Linked DNA regions of Sus scrofa: regions 1 and 3 are each linked to region 2. Evidence: chromatin contacts called from public HiChIP or PLAC-seq and promoter capture Hi-C data. All regions are on one chromosome and are shown on one strand. The core of a region is the stretch at or near the end of the contact, and the rest is flanking DNA. Distances in the headings are between cores, read along the strand shown. Region 1 holds the start of NUP188 (nucleoporin NUP188 homolog). Region 2 holds the start of SET (SET nuclear oncogene). Region 3 holds the start of KYAT1 (kynurenine--oxoglutarate transaminase 1).

The links. Promoter capture Hi-C pulls out the DNA fragments that hold promoters and counts their contacts. HiChIP or PLAC-seq counts read pairs in DNA pulled down with a chosen protein or histone mark.
Region 1: an H3K27ac HiChIP or PLAC-seq map of alveolar macrophages shows a contact between it and region 2. The contact joins the promoter of NUP188 here to the promoter of SET in region 2. A contact is called at or near these places in 1 of 5 promoter capture datasets (fetal liver), 3 of 47 Hi-C or Micro-C datasets (embryonic fibroblasts, epiblast stem cells and fetal skeletal muscle) and 2 of 2 datasets of contacts at active chromatin or transcription factors (alveolar macrophages and skeletal muscle).
Region 3: a contact with region 2 is called in a promoter capture Hi-C map of fetal liver, with 5 times the contacts expected there. The contact joins the promoter of KYAT1 here to the promoter of SET in region 2. A contact is called at or near these places in 2 of 5 promoter capture datasets (fetal liver and liver), 1 of 47 Hi-C or Micro-C datasets (liver) and 2 of 2 datasets of contacts at active chromatin or transcription factors (alveolar macrophages and skeletal muscle).

The regions. Positions count from the first base shown.
Region 1 is chr1:269,258,069-269,260,768 of Sscrofa11.1, forward strand. It overlaps NUP188 (nucleoporin NUP188 homolog), which reads left to right and starts at 1,428. Exons shown (of 43, transcript XM_021069837.1): 1 at 1,428-1,526. The coding sequence starts at 1,495. It overlaps DOLK (dolichol kinase), which reads right to left and starts at 1,416. Exons shown (of 1, transcript XM_001928919.5): 1 at 1-1,416. The coding sequence starts at 1,088.
Region 2 is chr1:269,055,243-269,057,946 of Sscrofa11.1, forward strand. SET (SET nuclear oncogene) reads left to right here and starts at 1,272. Exons shown (of 8, transcript NM_001244090.1): 1 at 1,272-1,547. The coding sequence starts at 1,475. LOC102158334 (a long non-coding RNA gene) reads right to left here and starts at 1,013. Exons shown (of 4, transcript XR_001306652.2): 1 at 340-1,013.
Region 3 is chr1:269,208,286-269,210,985 of Sscrofa11.1, forward strand. KYAT1 (kynurenine--oxoglutarate transaminase 1) reads right to left here and starts at 1,268. Exons shown (of 13, transcript XR_002337758.1): 1 at 1,137-1,268. LRRC8A (volume-regulated anion channel subunit LRRC8A) reads left to right here and starts at 1,375. Exons shown (of 4, transcript XM_001928850.6): 1 at 1,375-1,488.

The sequences.
Region 1 (2,700 bases), core at 178-2,677, 200 kb after region 2:
GCGGCCACGTAGAGCAGTGGCCGGTCAAAGATGATACCTGGGATGTAGGTGGCTACCACAATGAAGTGGAAATACTTCCGAGCAATGGTGGGGGCCTGGTGCTTCTTGGACTCAGAAGATGACCGCTTGGCATTCTGGTATAGCACCACCAGGCAGGCCAAGGTGGCCAGCAGAGACCAGTAGGCCAGGAGGTAGACTCGGGTCTCCGTCTGGAAGAGGAACTGAAAAAGCCAGAGCAGGGGATTCCTGCGGATGAGCCGGTGAAGCCAGGGCAGGACCACGCCAAGGCCCAGCACACAGGTCATGAGGTGGAAGAAGATGGAGGAGGCCCAGGTGCCTGAATCCATGAAAACAAAGAGGGTGCTGAAGAAGATGCCCATGAGCACCATCCCTACCACCACCACCAGCAGGAAGAAGTCCAAGGGGTCTCCCTGGCTTTCCACCACAGTCAGAGACCGCTTAATGAGCTGGTTGAGCATGAAGCTGATGCCACCCAATACCAGCAGAGCCTCTCCAGGGGTGAAGCAGCGGGGCAACAGGTACAGCAGGATCATGTTGAGGTAGACGAAGATCAGCAGGACCTCCAGGACCTCTATCACCTCGCCTACACTCAGAGAGTGCTTCATGATATAAATGATGACACCTCCAGCCAAGCCCGAGATGACACAGGTGTTGGTGGGCACCGGGCGAGTGATGCCCAGAGCCAATACTGACGAGAAGAGGGCCACTGCCATGCCAGTGGCCGCCACCACAATTCCAAAGCGCTCAAAGTATGGGTTCCCCGCAGCCTGGCAGCGCTCCTTCATAACCAGTCCGAGCAAAGGCATGACCACCGAAGCGGGCAGGAGGCCACTGTTTGCGGACATTCGGAACTGGAAGACCGCGCTTCCCTGCTGTAGCAGTCGGTCCCACTTGTATTGGACGTAGAAGGCCTGCACGGCGAGGGCCACGGCGCACCACGAGTACCGATCCCACACTGCTGCGTGGATGCTCAGTACCACTATGAACACCACCGCTGCCTCTGCCAGCACGGACCCGCTCAGCGGAGCCCCGGACCCAGAGGCCGGAGGAGCGCACTCTCGGGTCATGTCTCTAGATCTGGGACCCCGGGGAAACCCGGGTGACTGGAGATGCCTTGGATTCTGGGCTCCTCAATCCTCGCCAGGCACAGAGCGGTAGCTTCACCCAGCCAGCACGTTCTCTATCCGCTCTCCTGCTGCCAGAAGGGAAGCGCCACTGAATGATCACTCTGTGCAGGCAAGGAGCTGGCGTCAGGTCACGCTCCAACGTCTCCCACCTCAAGCGTAGGTGTCGCTCCTCCACCGACTCCCTCACTGACTCGACCGCCCTCGCCCGGGAGTCCTCACCGCTCCGGGCCACGCCATGTTGGCCCCGCCCGCCGTCACGTGACGAAAAGCCCCGTCCACGCCCCGGAGGCGAGCGGTCACGTGGGCGCGGCGTCTGGGGGCGGGGCTAGGGCGCGCGCGCGCGAAGATGGCGGCGGCCGCCACCGGGCCGTGTGTGAGGTGCGGAGCGGGCCGAGTCAGCGGGGGTGGCTGTTAGGCGCCGGGTCGAATCCGAGCCGGAAGCGGGGCGGGATTTGAGGGCACGATGTAGCGGCAGTGGCGGGGCGAAGGCCGGCTAGGCGGACGGGCGCCGGGATGGAGGCGGTTACGGCCAAACGGTCTCGGCGCGCGGGCATCTGAAGCGACTTCTCGGAGAGGGGGCCGGTGCCTTACCCCTTCCCTCGGCGCCCGCCTCCGGTCTCCGGTTCCTTTCCCTTCTTCCCCTCTCCCCGTGGCGCGTCCCTCGGCGCCCCCCTCCCGCTTCCTGGCTGGCGTGACGCTCCCTCGAGGCGCGACGGGGCGCTTCGCGGTCGCCCGGGGAGCCCCCACCCCGTCCCCGCCGCAGCCTCCTGGGCCCTTCCCGGCGGCGCTCCCCAGGGTCCCGCATGTGCTCTCCATGGAAGGTCTGTTTCGGGCGTCGCCGAGCCACGTTCCTGCAGTTTCTGCCCTCTTGGGCCGCCCAGCCTTTCATTCATCCATCTATTCATTTTCTCCTGTATTGATTCCGTCAGCGGACACCCCACGCACTGTACTGGGCTTTGGGGACGGGAAGATAAAATACTCAAAAGAAAGAGACAGTTCTTACTTCTGGAGCGATACCAGCGCCGGGCTGGCGAGGCGCGTTCTTTTCCATGGCTTTATCTCCTTGAACTCCCACGACTCCGAGCGGCACCTTGTGTTTTACGGATAGATGACTCATAGACCCAACTCAGAACTGGCGGAGGGGTCCGGTGAGGCTTCGAACAGGCGTGTGTCTGCCTCTGGATCTGTAACCAGATCGCCACACTTCCATCTTCCACTTACAGCTCGAAGCGGCTTCCATTCTCGCGGCCACCCTCCCGGCTAACCGTCCCCTTGTCACTTCTTCCCTGTGCCTGCAGTGTTTCGCTACTTTTTTTGGCTTTTCACTACTACTCAACACTCCGAAGAGCATGGAATAGGCTCTGAGTAAATATTTATGACAAGTATTGCCCTTGTTCTCTGTACGACTTCCTGCGCCTCTCTGCTCAAGTGACTTTTTTTTTTTTTTTTCCATTGTGATGATACTTTTTAATCATGTAAAGTTTCAAGTGAGATTTCTCTTCTCTGGAATTTCCATCGAACTATTTCTGGAGCAGTTTGTGTTTTTCTCCTC
Region 2 (2,704 bases), core at 22-2,521:
TGCACTGGAGGCATGTGGAGGTTCTCAAGCTAGAGGTCAAAGCTGAGCTGCAGCTGCCGGCCTACGCTACAGCCACGCCAGATCCAAGCGCCCCTGTGATCTACACCACTGTTGACCGCAACGCTGGATCCTTAACCTACTGAGCGAGGCCAGAGAGGGCATCTGGGTCCTCATGGATCCTGTTCAGATTCCCTTTGGCTGAGCCATGACGGGAACTCCCGGCCTTGCTTTAACATCACCACTGACACAAAGTTCCATTTGCCTTTTTTTTTTTTTTTTTTTTTTTTTTTTAGTGGTTCACACCAGCAGCATTTGGAAGTTCCTGGGCCAGGACCGAACCTTTGCCTGCGAGGCTGCAGTCCTTTTTTTTTTCTTTCTTTTTTCCTTTTTGCAGTCTGAATTTTAACCCGCGGCACCACAGCGGGATCTCGCAGTCTTTTTTGAATTCTATAATTCCATAACAGAAGTAGGTCCAGAGAGGTAAAGTGACTTGCCCAAGTGCACACAACCTGCTGGGACTAAGAACCAGGAAAAGGCCTGTGAGTGGACCGGGCAGCTTCGGGCTTTGCAAACACGCGGGAGAAGAGTCCGAAAGGCAGCTCCCCGTCTGGGAAACAAGACGAGGTGCCACCTAGCTTTCCTCACGAGAAGAACGCCTCAGAAGTGTCCCTGAGTGCAGAACCCAGGGTGGGTATACATCTGGGCAACGATGTGAAGCCAAGCTACTAACAGGCCTGCGCTTTTGGGGGGCTGCGGAGACCCCTCTCTTCGGCGCCACCCGGCGGATGAGGGAAGCCGCTCTGCCACCACGTGACGCACCCGCCCGGGAGCCTGCGCGCAGCCTGGCGAGGCCCCGCCCCTAGGGCCGTAGCGCGCAAATGTCCCGGGTCGGGCTGGAGAAGGGGAAAGCGGGGGAGGGGAGCGCGGCGCGGGGGGCCGGACCCGTACGTCGCGGCGTTCTTTCCTCCCGCCTCTTCGCCAGGCCCTGTGTCTCCGCGCCGCGGCTCCGCCCCCTCGTCCCTGAGCCCCAGCCAATGGCCAGGCGGCGCGAGCTTCTCCGGCCGGAGGCGGGGCGTGCGCGCGGGGCCTGGCGCGCCTGCGCCCTGCCGCCCGCCCCTCGCCGTGAGGAGGAGGTGGAGGAGGAGGCGGCTCGGGGAGAGCGAGCAGCGAGCTGGAGCGCGGAGCGTGAGTGAGAGAGCCGAGCCGCCTGCCCGCCCGCCCGCCGCCGCCGCCTCCCCTCCGTAAGCAGGAGCCCGGGCCGGGGCCCGGCACGCCGCCCCAGCCCCTCCCTCGTCGTCAGGCCGCGAGGGCAGCGCGCGCGAGCCAGGGGGAGGGAGAGCGAGCGAGCGCCCGGAGGAGGCGGCCGGACCGAGCGAGCGCCCGCGCGTGTGGCGTGAGGGGAAGCCGCTGCCCGCCCCCTTCGCCTTCCCTTCTCTCCCCCTCCCCGTTCCCCCCCCGACCGCGGAGCAGCACCATGTCGGCGCCGGCGGCCAAAGTCAGTAAAAAGGAGCTCAACTCCAACCACGACGGGGCCGACGAGACCTCAGGTGAGGAGCAGGCGAGGCGGGGGCCGGCCCGCGCCGCCATCTTCGCCGTCCGCCCGGCCGCAGGCCGCCGGCGGGGCCCGGGGCGCGCGGGGGGCGCTGGGCGGACGGGCCGGCGCGCGCCTCGGCGCCCTTTTTTGTGCGCGCGGGGCCGGGGCCGGGTGGCGCCGCGGCGGCGGACGGCGCTGCGAGGCGGGGGCGCTGCGGCCTGCTCGGCGCGGGCGGAGGAGACCCCCCCTTCCTCTCCCCCCTCCCTCGCTCTCCTCCCCCTCCCTCCCTCCCGAGAAGCCTCTCTTTATTGTGCTCCGCCATGATGCCTCGCTCCCATCAGCCGCCGCCGCCGCCACATGGTGCGGCCGGACGCGGCCCCGCGCCCGGGCCTCCGCACGGCTCCCCCTTCGCGCCCGGCCCGCGGGCGGCGCCCCCGCACCCCCACCCGGAGGCCGGCCCCGGCGCGGCCCTCTGCCTCGAGCTGGGGCGGGGTGGGGGCGCGGGGAAACACGCGGCCGGCCGCGCAGCGGGCCCCGGCCGCCGGGAGGATGCTCCGGCCGGCCCTTGGCAGGTCCCCACGTGGGGAGGCCACCTCGTCGCTGCAGCGCGCTGAGACACCTGGCGCGCGCGACGGCCGGAGTGTCGGGGGGTCTTTACAATGGCACCTAGCAAACCTGGTCTTTTCCGTGAAGGCTTTCGCGGCGGGGGGGCTGTACATCCCGGGCTGGATGCCGGAAATGAACCGAACGCTCGGGCCCCTTCACGCCCACTTCAGCTCTGTAGGTTTTACATTCTTGAACGGATAAAAAGGCACCATTCCGCAGCACACCCCCTTTTCATCCTCTGCCTTATTGCTCTCATAGTTTTCTGACTTCATGCTGGCTCCTTGTGTGCTCATAGCCATGTGGGGCCACGTCTGAGATCGGGCCACGTGAATTGGGTTGGAGGGGTGAGAAAGGTAGATTTGAATCCTGGGGTTCCTATGCTGATATGGTGAAATCGAGTGTTGACCGAGGTGGGATAGTTCAAGAGCCTTCTCCGTGTTTGTAGGCGTGTCCGATGTCTTAAAAGTAGTGGATACTGAACAATATTTTAACTTCGTATAAAAGATGATAGCGCCGTGGAAACAGATGGTGTTATAATTTTTGCTATTGTCACGGGTTAGTTTC
Region 3 (2,700 bases), core at 18-2,517, 150 kb after region 2:
TGTGCCTGGTCCAGAGTCTCAAGGCTGGAAGAAGCAAGTCTTGGGCTCCAGATTGGGTTCTGGGCTCCAAAGCGCGCTTCTCTTCATTCTACACTATGGTTGTCTCCTGACCATTCCAGCCAATAAACAGTTACTGGATTCTGCTGTGTGTCAGGTTCCAAGTGAATTGTGTGGTTGATAACAAAACAAAAACAAACAAACAAACAAAAAGGCTTCTCAAGAGGGGGATAAGCAAGAATGATGGCATTAGTGTAAACTCCTCCAGGGCTCAAATTCCAGCTTTTTCATTTCCTGGCTATGCGACATTACTAAGGTCCCTAATTTCTCAGCCTGGTTCCTCCCGTAATGGGGAAATACAAGACCTTCCAGCAGGAGAGCTGAAAGCACGCACCTGTCAGCCCTAGATAAACCAGAACCGGTCATTATTCTCATCTTCCCACTTTATTTTTAACCAACCTGTGCACTCGGTAGTAAATTCTTCCCCCATGTCCAGATCCCCAGGATCCCGGTTCTCCTGTTCGAGGCCACCCCAGTGAACAACTTCTCTCGCATTTATTTGACAAGGCGGCTGGTTCACACACCCGCAGACACCCGTACCCCTCCCCACAACACGTTCTTTCAAAACAATCGGTAGTATGATTAACGCTGTTCTTTTCGCTCCTTCCTTTTCCCATCTAAGTTATCTTGGAAGTCGTCCCATATTAGTGCGTATTGAACATTTTTCTTTTTAGTGGAGGCACTGTCTTTCAATGTACGGATTCTGTCTTAACGTGGTTGCCGTTACTATTATCAATCTGGATACTCCGAGGGCTCGGGATCCATAGAGCTGGAGTCCGGCACCCCGTTCCAGACCCGGCTCTGCTCAGATTTCGTCCAGTTGCATTGGGTTCTCTCTTCCCCACCGACTGCTGGGGGTGGGGGAGTGGGGGATGGGGGTGCAGAGAGGATCAGCCCGGAAGGTCCCTGTGTCCGAGTGCGGGTCAGCGAGAAGCGCGCGCAACGGCTCCCGGCTGGGTCAACCTTTCAGCGCAAACGAAGCGAGGGGTCTGGCACAATCGAGCTCGGAACCAGTTACCAGGCCCTCCCGCCACGCCACCTGACTTCGGGGCAGCAACGCTCAGGCAGCAGCTACTCACCCCCGCCTCGGCCGCTTCACCCTTCGTCCCCAAGCCGGCAAGGTTACAGCAGTCCCTGTCCCTTTAAGGGGGCCGAACCCCGGCTCCGCTACTTCCGCCCCAAAGCAACATGGCGCCAGCAGGGAGAGGAGGAGGAGGTGAAGGCTTGGAGACTGCGCCCCTCAAAAAGATGGCAACACCCTGGCCGCCGCGTTCGCGCCCGACGGTGACGTCACTTCCGGGGCGGAGGAGGCTGAGTGGTGCAGTGAGGGACAAACAAAAGGAGGCGCCGGAGGGGCGCTGCAGCCGGCGGCGGGACGGCGAGGCGGGGGCTCGGAGCTGCCGGCTGGGCGGCCGGGCGCGGCGGGCTCAGGTAAGAGAGTGGGGAGGGGAAGGGGGCACGAGCTGTCACCTCTCGAAATCCACTCCTATACGTCCCCGGCCAGCTGTCCGGCCCCGGGCGCCCTGGACAGGTCGGGTTCTGCCCGCCGGGGCCGGCTCCCTGGAGGCCTCCTGCCGCAGCTCAGTTCGGCCTTCCTCCGGGTTCCCCATCCCCGGGGTCGCTGGGGCCCCCACCCTCTCCGCGGTGCCGCGGCGCGCGAGCCCCCTCCCAGGCACCCCAGTGCCTCCTTGCGCTCTACATACCGGGAGTTTCCGCCTCGGCTCCCCCAGGTCCCCTTGTCATCCCCTGGGTTCCCCCAGATCCTCACCCCTCCACACACACATACCCCCTTCCTAGAGGTTCCACCTCTGGGATCTCTTCTTGGTAGTTTTTTTTTTTTTTTTCGTTTTCAAAAAAGCCCCTTCTCCTGGGCTTCTGACACCCCCCTCTTTCCTGGACCCCTCCCTCTCCTTGATCCGGCGGGAACTGTGCCCTGATCTGGGGCAGATCCCTGGCTAGGTTCTTGGGGGCTCTCTGGACTGAGATTCCTGGGAAACCTGGTCCAGGGTCCGAGGCTCTGGACCCTACAGATGTCCTGTGCATCCAGATGGGCGGGAGAGCCAGGTCTGATGAGGTCCAGGCTGGAGGTCCAGCAAAGTTGGCTCCCAAGGTGAAGGAGCTGAGCTGCCGGCATTTGAGGTTCATGATGATTCTGCTCCTTTTGTAGACTGCTTCTTTCCCCTGGTCTGGACTGGAGTGAACCAAGATTGAGCTGGTTCTTAGCTGATGCAACTGCTGCCTTTTTTGGGAAGAAGGAGTGGTGGTTGGGGGGTGTCTGGCAACCTCCTCCTGCTGGAGATTTGGCTGGAGAGGGGGGCAGCCCTTGGTGACCACACTCCTCCTTGATGGAGGCTTCCCTACCCCCCAGGAACCTTTTGAGGATGAAGAGGGAGAGAGCTTGATGAGGGAAGGGGAATTTGGATCTCAACTACAGAGGAAGGCTGGGACAGCTGAAAAGCTCCCAAAGGCCTCTCCCACCTTTTCCATTACGAGTGCTTTTTACCCCTGCCAAACTGTATCCTGCCCTCTGAGCAGACCGTCTGGCAGACAGACAGACTGGAGGCAGGAGGAGGAGGTCCGATGCTGTGATCCTTCCTGTGGAGGGACGGGGCAGTGGGAGTTTGTTCAGAGGAACTGGGCAGT